Linked DNA regions of Mus musculus: all the other regions are linked to region 3. The links are chromatin contacts, called in public Hi-C and promoter capture Hi-C maps. All regions are on one chromosome and are shown on one strand. The core of a region is the stretch at or near the end of the contact, and the rest is flanking DNA. Distances in the headings are between cores, read along the strand shown.

Region 1 (3,560 bases), core at 495-2,994, 340 kb after region 3:
TCAGTTTCCATATAATGCTAAACAATGTGTTCCTGATTGCGGGGCTAAGATCTTTCAGATTTTCTAGTGTAACCAGGAGACCCCCTGGGAGCCAGAATGAGTTCTCCTTGGTGATCTACCCAGATTATTGTCTGGTGTAGCCAGACCCAGGCCTCTACCGCCATCTACTGTGCAGGTCCTGTTACAAACATTGTTTAGTTTGGCAAGAGACACTGTGCTTCAAAGGGTACCTTAAACCTGAAGGCCAGGCCTTTCTTTCTTCCCCAGAGCACCACAGTATGACACAGCCGTGCATTGCTTAGCAGTGGAAAGCCATCCTCAGGAAGCCATCATTAGGGGCTTTACCGTGGAACTATGACAGCACTTAGGCCTAGCAAGCTACCCATGTAAACTGTGCAGTCTGTTATGTGGGCAAAGCCTGGCGCTCCTGGGTCAGTGGTGAACTAAACCACTTATGACCAAGCCAAGCAGGAGAGAAAATGGTATAATCGAAAGTCATTGAAAACAACAGAGGTGTGAAGCCACTGCTCTTATATCATTTGACTATAAACTTTGTTTTTTAATAAGTGAAAGGAATTTAAAAAATAACACTCTAAGACAGCAATAGAAAATATAATCAGTACATGAACTAGTGACCCTGTCCCTCGGTGCTAAGTATCATGTACTGTCTATAATTGTGCTTGGTGTATTTACAATTGGTTGCTCACTAGATTTGTTTACATTAGTGTTGCCATAGAAACGGCCACCATATACATAGTTCATTACTGACCAATATCTTTACAGCGCTCATGACTATTCATTCAGTTTCAGCAGAAAGCCATGCTTCAAAACAGGAAAGCATCATGCTTAAGGCTACAGGGCGTGGGGATGTTTCTGGTCTCAATTCTATGTAACTCTCAAGTCCTTCATCCCACTTAATGCCATTATGAATTGAAGAACCCGGGCTATCACATCCACCGCCTGCCTTCTCCATTCCTGGTCCAGCTACTTCCTCCTGAACGTCACCTGTCCTGAGTCATTGCCCATCTGTTTGCTTCCTCGCCCAACGTCTCCGCATCCCCACCGATCCCCATTTCATCTTCTTAGGGATGACACCTGGAAGCTGAGTGGGTGATGGAAGCCTAATTCTGGAGAGAAGAGAACAGCAAAGAAGACAGGAGGGTGATAGAGTGAGGATGACAAGCCCTTGCAGGGTTGACAAGGTTTGCTCAGAGATAGAAACACCCAGTTGCTATGATTTTAGAAATGGCAACAATTATCTCTGATTTTAGAGTTGCTACAATTGTCTCCGCTTTTTCTTAGGCGATGAGAAAACAAGAAGTAATTTCCCATGTTGGGGAATATGTGGCAGAACTGGAAACCAGGCCAATGTCACCCAGAAAGCTGTAGCTCCAGATGGCAGGGAGCCCAGCTGGTAGAGAAGTGCCCTCTGTGAATCGTGGCTGGCATCCTTGCCTCAGGTAGAGCAGTGGGTCCTGAGGGCGACTGAATAGGAAGTAAATGGCTATCTATATCTTTATTCTAGAAGCACGAGGTCTCTATCTGTCCATTAATATTGCATTTGGTTAACGCAGCATACTTAATGCACCTAAGATGGGTAAAATTCACTTTAAAGGGTCACAGAGAGAGGATCCCAAAAAAAATTTTTTTCAGCACATTTAAAGGCTGTAACTGTTGCTCTGTCTGCAGCAGGCTTGGTACAATAGTAAGAACAGCTGTGTGTGTGCAATGCTTCCCTTCCCATCTCTGTGTTCAGCAACTTCACACTGTCAGCTGCAGCCTAGGCAGGGAGCTGTGCACAGTAGGAACTGGCAGATGTGCTAGAAGGGGGGTGAGCTTCAGATGCCCACACCCTCTAGACCTCCACTCTCTGTAGACCTTGCCTGGCGGAAGTCTGTGTGCTCCAAACCCTCTCTCCAGTGCATCTGTCCACGGAACAGGCCTGCTTCTGAGCTCTCCTCCCAGCTCAGGATGGCCTTTTGGGAGCTCTTTTTTGAAACAGTAATCTTTCAAAAACCTGCACCTTTTCTGGCTGTTCCTCTTGATCAAGGGCACTACTGACCCCAAGTCAGATCCTCGGCAGTCAACCTAGAAGCCGCCTGGTTACGCCTTGAGATCCGTAATGGTGGATCTCTATTGCCAGTTTGATGGGGGTTTACAGCCACTCTGGAAACAAATGCCCGGGCATGTCTGTGAGGAGCCTTCTGGATTGGGTTGAGTCAGAAAGATACAACCTGAGCAGGCTGGGTCCCAGCCTGAGCAAAGGCCTAAGAGCAAGCTGAAACACCAACAATCTATTGTTCTCTGTTTACCGGCTGTGGATGCCATGTGACCGGTTCTTTCCTGATACTGTAGCCATGCCTTTCCTCCCATGAAGGACTGCAGAAAATTCGAAGCAAGCAAGCAGCCCCTTGTTGCCTTCGTTTGCTTCTCAGTCAGGAATTTTGCTACAGCACTGAGGACCGAGGAAGTACTGAATACAAGGTCCAACCCCACTGCTTAGACCGCAATGTTGCCTTCCCAGACATAATACAGCCAGCTCCTTCTGGACTCATACTATATATATATATATATGCAAAAATACATATGTGCACACAGATGTAACAATAATAAAGAGGAAGAGGTCATGAACTCAAGGTGAGATGAAGAAGAATGTGGAAGTGTTAGGGCCAGGAGAGGTGGAAATGGTATGAATACAGTACTCATGTACGAAATTCTCAAAACTAAAGAAGTGATTATAAAAAACAACATTCATGCAGTGAGCTACGTTTTAGGTAAAAGAAAAGAGGTACCAGCTCCTTGCCTTCCGAAGTCTGCTCGCCACAGAATCCCTGGCAGCGAGGGTTCTTGGCAGCATGTCAGAAAGGATATTTCAAGGCAGACACTAATGCGGTTACACATGTCTCTGCACTCAGCAAAAGGTTCCGCTTGTGCCCTGGAGGCTGTGCTACCTGACATCAGGCTGGCGGCTCTGAATGAGTCAACCATTGTCTCGGGCTGGAGAGCCAGAGTGGAGTCAGAAAACCTGAAGTCTTACTTACATGTTTCCTAAGTTCAAAGCCAGCGATCAGTAGAAGGCAGAACAGCGATGCTCCACCCTCGGACATCAAATCCCCCAGCTGTCAACTACATCAACTTTATAGACTGGGAGGAGGACAATGCTTGTGAAGATGGTGGCAGATTAAAACTCTTTGTGCTGTGACTCTGTCCCCACTCAGACAAGTGCAGAGAGCCTGACAGAGCCCAGAGCTGTGCTCCACCGGAGGGAAAGCTGCCCACAACGAGGACACTAGCTGTCTTAGTCTGTCAGTGCAGCCTCCAGAAAGGACACAGTTGGGGGTGGAGGAGCCTCACAGGACAGAGAACGCTGATGTGATCCCGGTTTCCCAGAGGTACGATAGCCAAGTCCTTATACCCATTATGCAGACCAGAAAGTTTTAATGACTTGTATAAGGACAGTGAGTGCTATCAAAACACCCTAGCTCTCTTTGCTCCAGGGCTTTTGAGAGTTCCACCTTCTTCTAGAGGTGAGGTGGCGCAGATGTTATTTCTCAGCAAAG
Region 2 (3,165 bases), core at 563-3,062, 460 kb before region 3:
CCTCATCAGGGACAGAGGGTGAGTGACAAATCCTGCAGCAGGAGGGGACCAGAGTCAGGCAGAGGCCAGACTTCAAAGGTAAGCTTCAAAAGATGTCATTCACAAATCACACTTGAGGCTTGGTTGTGGCCGTGTGTACCTGTAACCCTAGCACTCAGATGGTGGAGAAGGAAGGTTCGAGTGTTCAAGACCAGCCTCAATGCCATGAAACCATCTCAAACAAATGACAAAACCCCGACTAATGGAAGAAAAGACACTATAGCTCAGAATGAGTGGTAGTAGTTTGTCAAGTGTTCCAAGCAGAGAGATGCATGCAAAGAACAGGTAAGAAACAAGTCCCCTTCGTGAGGGCCAGGAGGACCTGCTGCATGAGAACACCGGGCTGGAGAGATGGCTAAGCCATTACGGGCACTGGCTGCTCTTCCAGAGGTCCTGAGTTCAAACCCCAGCAACCACATGGTGGCTCACAACCATCTATAGGGGGATCCGATGCCCTCTTCAGGCAGCCAGAACACTGGAACACTGGGGGAAACCTTTCGTGATCTAGCTTGTCAGAAACCTGTTTGTACATGTATCTAACAGGCAGGTTAACTGATGGCAGTTTTGTGGAGTTGTGTGGGGTATTTTATAAGCAGTGTTTGTCAAATACCTGGCATATGAACCCTTAGCTGTTAGTCTGCCAGTGTAAGGCATGTGTGGTGAAAGGTAGGTGGACCATTTGGATACACAGGATAAGGAAAAATCCTAAGTGTTAGAATGTTCTGTATCTTGTGCCCTGAAGAGAAGCAGGAAGGGTTTCATAAAGGGGAAATGTCCTGATTAGAAATGCATTGTATGATAATCTCCAAATAATCTAGGCCCTGGGGCATCAGTGAGGACAGGGAGAAGGGGGAGTGTGTCTCTTGCTCACTCTCTAACAGGTCCACCTCGAAATTCTTGGTAGGCAGCCGAACAGAGTTGAAGCCCCAGGTAGGGACGTGGCCTTCCACCGGTGGCTTCCCGGCCAGCATGCGCAAGAACGTGCTTTTCCCTGAGCCATCCAAGCCCAGCACCAACACTTCCCGCTGCTCCAGCTCTTCCAAGGCCGGCTCATCTTCCTCGTCCTCGGGCTGTGGGACAGAGACGAAGGCTGCAATCCCCAACCTCCTTCTTGACCCTCCCTTCCCTAGGGACAACGAAGTGCACCACGGTGCCCCTGCACGCCATCCACGCGTCCCGGGGCAGGCACCTGTGGTCTGACATTGCAGGGCAGGAGCTGCTTTTTGAGTCCTAAACTAAAAGTCTCACTTTTCTTTTTGACTCCTCATGATTTCGCGCACAATCTTTCTCATCATAAATCCTTGGCTTCCACGAACAGTAAACCCAAGACAATCCCAAGATCTCACGATTATCCGGCACCGGGAATGAGGGCTCTACCAGGGATCCCCGGGGCGGCGCCACTGCGCTTACTGCACTGTCGCCTGGCTGGCTCCTACCGCGCCCACGGGGCTACCGAGCCCGATGCCCTGCCCGGGCCCTCGCGCTTGCACTCCGCGCTCACAGCATGCGTAGGCCTCCCTGACCTCGGCGGCTCGCACTCACCTCCCACTCGTCCCACTGAGGGAGGCGGGCAGTGTCCGCGCCCCACCAGGCCTCGCCCCGGTCCCAGCGCCGCTCCCGGCCGCGGCCGAAGTAAGCTTTCCAGAGGATAAAGAGCACAGAGCCCAGCACGGCTGCGGCGCCACCCAGAGCCAGCACCAAGGGGCCCAGCGGCCGCGGCGCCATTTGGCCTGGGAGCAAGACCGACCAGCCTGCGGTGGAAGATGGAGCTGTGGCCGCGCCCACCCGCCGGACCCCGCCACACTACAAGCCCCACAATGCACTGCTCGCTGCCAGCGAAGGCTGCGCTTGTATTGCGGTGGGGAAGGGGCACTAGGGTGGGATGGGCTTTCCGAGTAGGGGTTCGGTCCAGGATGGATCTTCCACTCCCTGACCAGTGTGGTAGAAGTGAGGCTGTGCGGACCTGTTGAGTCCCTTCAGAGAAGGAAACACTGAGACTTAGCAGGTATTAAGTTGCTCAAGGTCGCACCATAGTCTAGTTTGGCATTTAAACCCAATCTATGTCACCTGGGTATTTCTCAGGACCACAAAAAAGAGAAATCTCGAAACTAATTATATGGGATCATACGCCAGTGGGATGGCAGAAGGAAGAAGTTTCTCCAAACCTTTGGTGGCTTACTGTGCACAGCAATGAAGAATGTCTGTCTGGCAAGGAAAGTTCAGAGCAATCACATTGTCAGCCACTCCCAGAGACTGCAGGGCTTCCAAGTACTGCATCAGAGAGAAGAGAAACAGGAAAAAAAATGGTGCCCCAAGCTACAGCAGTCCTTTGGCCTTCACTGCGTCTGCGGGATAATGGGAGAGAGTGTCCCAGTGTCCAGCTATGCCTGCCTCTTTAAAGTAGCACGCACACTACACACTCCTTAGCCAGTTTCTCTGTGCCCTAACCTCTGTTCTTTTTGGGCCCCCTTACTTTTGGCTACATATCTATGCTGCTTCCCCTTCTGTCTTGACTTCTTGTTTCTTAGGGTTTTTTGTTTTGGTTTGGTTTTTGGTTTTTCGAGACAGGGTTTCTTTGTGTAGCCCTGGCTGTCCTGGAACTCACTCTGTAGACCAGGCTGGCCTTGAACTCAGAAATTCGCCTGCCTCTGCCTCCCAAGTGCTGGGGATTAAAGACGTGTGCCACCACGCCCGGCTTTGTTTCTTAGTTTTAAAAAATACCTCTATCGGAGTTGTAGAGATGACACTGGTTCAGAGCACTGGTTGCTCTTTCAGAGGACCTGATGAGTTCTACTCCGAGAACTCACACAGCTGCTCCCAACCTTCTGTAACTGCAGATCTTATCTGGCTTCTGCAAACACCATGCACACTCATGCCCACAGTGCCCAGATATACAAGCAGGCAAAATACCTCTATAAAAAAAAAATCTCAATAGCAACACCTCTTTGGGGGAGGTTCATTTTGCTTATTTGATAGAAGTCTGGAGGTAGCAGAATAGAGCACTCTGAAAGGTTTTACTCTCAGTGGCACTCAACCTCATGGTGACTCTTTAATATAGTTCCTCATGTTGTGGTGACCCCAACCATAAGATTTTCTTTGCTTGCTACTTGGTAACTCTAATTTTGC
Region 3 (3,200 bases), core at 425-2,924:
GTGGCAGGCACCAGTGTGGTGGGCAGGGTACTCTGCTCAGAGCTCTCTCTGTGTCATGGTGGCTGGTGGGTCTTTTACTTGTTGTGATTCCCCCACCTGCGAGGTGGCCATTTCTAAAGTCATTCACAGGGCTCATGAGGGATGAAATGAAGTGTTCTCTAGGGAGGAATAAGCTGAATTTCTGCACAATGGGGCTCATTGATGGGCGAGAACTACATGAGAGAGAACACATGTTAGTAAGCTCTGCACTGTGCTGGACAGAGTGCAACTGTGTGGGCCTTAATCTGCTTCCTAGCATTGCCAGAACCACGGAACGATTTCTGGTACGTTCCTGTTACTAGAAGTTCTCAGCCAGAGATGCATCTTAAAATAGGCTCCCAGTGCTTAAAAATTCCAGTCCCCAGCCTAAGCTCTCACTGAGAGAGGTTTGGAAGGGACCGGAGGACAAGACCCCTTTAATGGACACGACCCCTTTAATTCCCTCTCAAATGAACTTGGAATGAAACTTGGGATTAAAAATGCGTGCTGTCTACATACTCAAACAGCGAGTGCTCTAATGCTCAGTCAACTTTCAGTGATGTCCCATTGCTGTCAGTCTCTGTCCTTGTCCCTCCAGATCACACCTCCCCAACCTCTGGCTCTGTTCTCAGATGGATGGAATTGGACCTGCCTCCTCCAGATTTTGCTGGGAGACTCTAAGCACGTGGAGATTCCTTTGTTTCTCACGCTAAGTTCACAGCACACTGCCTTTTCCTCTGTAGCAACCCTACTTCACGTAGGGGCTTCATTTCCCTCTCCCTCCTCCTCTTCCTCCTCATCACCTCCTTCTCCTCCTCTTCTCCATCCTCCTCTCTGTCCTCCTCCTCCTCCACCTCTCCTTCCTCCTCCCCTTCTCCTCTTCATCCTTCTCCCCTTCTCTTCTCCATCTTTCTCCTCCTCCACTCTATCCTCCTCCCTCCACCTCTCTGTCCTCCTCTCTGCCCTCCTCCTCCTCCTTCTCCTTTCCCTCCTCCTCCATTACGACCACTACCAGCTCCCACCACCAGCACCACCACCACCTTCTTTGATGTCTCCTGGCCTGTTCCACTTTCTCTGTCCTCACCCCCACAGTCCCCTTAAAGCTTCTCACCCTTCCTCACCCCACATGGCTCCTCTCTGAAAGTGGATTCCCAGCCCTTCCTTCCTCATCTGAAATTGTTATTCAGAGTCCGTACCACGGGGTTGGGCCCGTTCTTATTTCAATAGAACCGGTATTTTCCTCTCTATTTTTAGTTTTAAAAGGCTGTTCTCTCATATTACCATCTTTGTCAGAGCCACTGCTTCTGTAGTCAGCATTTTCATTATCAGAGTAGCGCACAGTCTACTAGAAAAAGGGATGAGAACAGAGCCTGGCTGGTGACTGCTGTCAGCCCTGTTGGATCTACGCTCCTGGCCCTGAAGGCAGCAGGATGGCTTTCCGGGACCACCCAAACGAAGCTCCTGGAAGCAGCGTGGGAGCTTTTCCATTTAGATGTTATTATAGAGGAAAAGGCCAAGGGATTGGGGGACACAAACAGGCCACTGGCCCAGGGTTCCCTGGGAATATTAATGTTCAGACTGCTCAGTGGAACAGATTGGCCCATATTAAAGATGAGGAGATAGGCTCTGAGAAGAGGCTCACCGAAGCAGTGGCAGCGCCAGGCTGTGAAGGAAGCCCAGGGTTGAGGCTGAAGCCGTGCCGTCTCAGGTGCTCAGAGCTCCCAGGACCGGGATTCGTGGGCTTTTTCCTAAGCTGCTGCATGCTGCTCTGATCTCTAGGTCTTGGCATAGTTTCCCTTCCTGGTGATCTCCGCGCCCATTGGGGATGGCTCAAAAGGCTTGCTGGGGGCACTCCCACTCTGTCCCCTTTCACAAAAAGTTCAATGCTCATTCTCTGAGCTCCTGGAATACCATCAGCTCTGGTGGCACAGAGGTCAAGGGCAGAGCCCTGCCCACCTTAGTCTGGGGTGTGACCATGCCTTTCTCTTACTTTCGCTGAAGACCCCCTTTTACAATGTACCCCAAAGAAATGCACATGGGGAGGATTCCATCCTGCCCACGGACTCCAACAACAGCAATAGCTACTGCTGGGGGAATTGTGTCTTTCTTCCAAGCCTTTAGGACCACCTGCTTAAGCTTGGGACTAGCCTGCAGCCTCTTGCCACCAGCAGGCAGCTCCTGGAAGCATCTAGCATCAGCCTTGAGATCTTGCAGGCAATGCTGCTCTCTGGTGTCACTTCACAGTACTGCCGTTCCTCTCTGGTCCGGAGCTGGGATTGCAAACCCTGGCGCAGGCCTGACAAGGAGATGTGAGATAGGAGTCTCTCATTGGCCTGAGGCTAGGCCAGGCTGCCTGCCAGTGAGCCCCAAGAGATCTGCTGGTCTGTGTCTCTCCAGTTCTGGGTTACAAGTGATCACCGGTTGTTGCACCCAGCTTTTTTATGCAGACACTGGGGATTGAACTTAGGTCTTCATTACTTTAGGACACTTTATCTCTTCAACCTCAGATTTACAGAGGTCTCTGCTTCCTGAGTGCTAAGAACAAAAGTAAGTACTATTGTGCTCTACTGTAGAATTATTTTTCAATAGCAATGAACATGTCCTGAGTTCGAGAAACAGAAAAGAGGGGAAAAAGTAAACCTCAGGCCAGCGTCGGTCTTAGTGCCCAGTGGCAGCCTTTCTTCTCTGCTTAGTGCACACTGTGACAGTCAACTGAAATGTACCAATATGTCTATTTTGCAAGACTTTAAAAAATACTAAAGGACTTGCGTTCTAATGTCTTTGATTACTCCTATAACAGTGCATGCCTATTATCTTTTGCTAGGAAATATCTCGCCATCCTCTGGGAACGTCCTCCAACCTCTCTGCCACCCCAGTCCCTTACCTGCTTCCCCAACATACTCAGTTCACACGGCTCGCATGGGAGAAGCCAGAGAGCATATTTCCATGGGATTGATTTGTAGAACTAAAGTGGTTAACAAGGAGGCATGAAAGTTTTATAAAATGTCATCAGATACTGTCAGACTTGTACTCTGCAATTGGGCATTCTCACTTTCTAGTTGGGCCGCAGACAAAACGCCGTGAAACTCCAGGTCAGAGTATTGAGCGTGCACCATGCCATGTTATGCTATGCTATGTTAACCCTCATTACCACGCAGGGAAGGAAGCCAGGCTACATGCTA

Evidence for each region. Promoter capture Hi-C pulls out the DNA fragments that hold promoters and counts their contacts. Hi-C and Micro-C count contacts between places; a contact is called where the count stands out from the background.
Region 1: a Hi-C map of cortical neurons shows a contact between it and region 3, with 5 times the contacts expected there. The contact joins two enhancer-like sites. A contact is called at or near these places in 1 of 15 datasets of contacts at CTCF or cohesin (stem cell-derived epiblast-like cells), 12 of 484 Hi-C or Micro-C datasets (the C10 cell line, the HPC-7 cell line, cortical neurons and 7 more), 3 of 115 datasets of contacts at active chromatin or transcription factors (the NIH/3T3 cell line, embryonic fibroblasts and embryonic stem cells) and 1 of 9 other capture datasets (embryonic stem cells).
Region 2: a contact with region 3 is called in a promoter capture Hi-C map of pre-B cells. The contact joins the promoter of Arl10 here to the enhancer-like site in region 3. A contact is called at or near these places in 11 of 39 promoter capture datasets (the 3T3-L1 cell line, 3T3-L1-derived adipocytes, the C10 cell line and 6 more), 3 of 15 datasets of contacts at CTCF or cohesin (the NIH/3T3 cell line, large pre-B cells and pro-B cells), 5 of 484 Hi-C or Micro-C datasets (cortical neurons, embryonic fibroblasts, forebrain and 2 more), 13 of 115 datasets of contacts at active chromatin or transcription factors (the 230-238 cell line, astrocytes, embryonic forebrain and 9 more) and 2 of 9 other capture datasets (adipose tissue and pancreatic islet).

What each region holds. Positions count from the first base shown.
Region 1 is chr13:53,775,950-53,779,509 of GRCm38.p6, reverse strand. All of the region lies in intron 1 of Gm34439 (a long non-coding RNA gene), which reads left to right. Among named protein-coding and RNA genes, the nearest start is that of Gm34439, 10 kb to the left of the region's middle. Within about 2 kb of position 1,744, at least 12 of the 459 cell types and tissues checked have an H3K27ac peak or open chromatin away from gene starts, as enhancers often do. A contact at or near this core is called in cortical neurons, where this site is marked.
Region 2 is chr13:54,573,694-54,576,858 of GRCm38.p6, reverse strand. It overlaps Arl10 (ADP-ribosylation factor-like 10), which reads right to left and starts at 1,812. Exons shown (of 4, transcript NM_019968.3): 1 at 1,582-1,812; 2 at 911-1,109. The coding sequence starts at 1,764.
Region 3 is chr13:54,113,040-54,116,239 of GRCm38.p6, reverse strand. No RefSeq gene overlaps it. Among named protein-coding and RNA genes, the nearest start is that of Gm52069, 24 kb to the right of the region's middle. Within about 2 kb of position 1,674, at least 19 of the 459 cell types and tissues checked have an H3K27ac peak or open chromatin away from gene starts, as enhancers often do. A contact at or near this core is called in cortical neurons and hippocampal neurons, where this site is marked.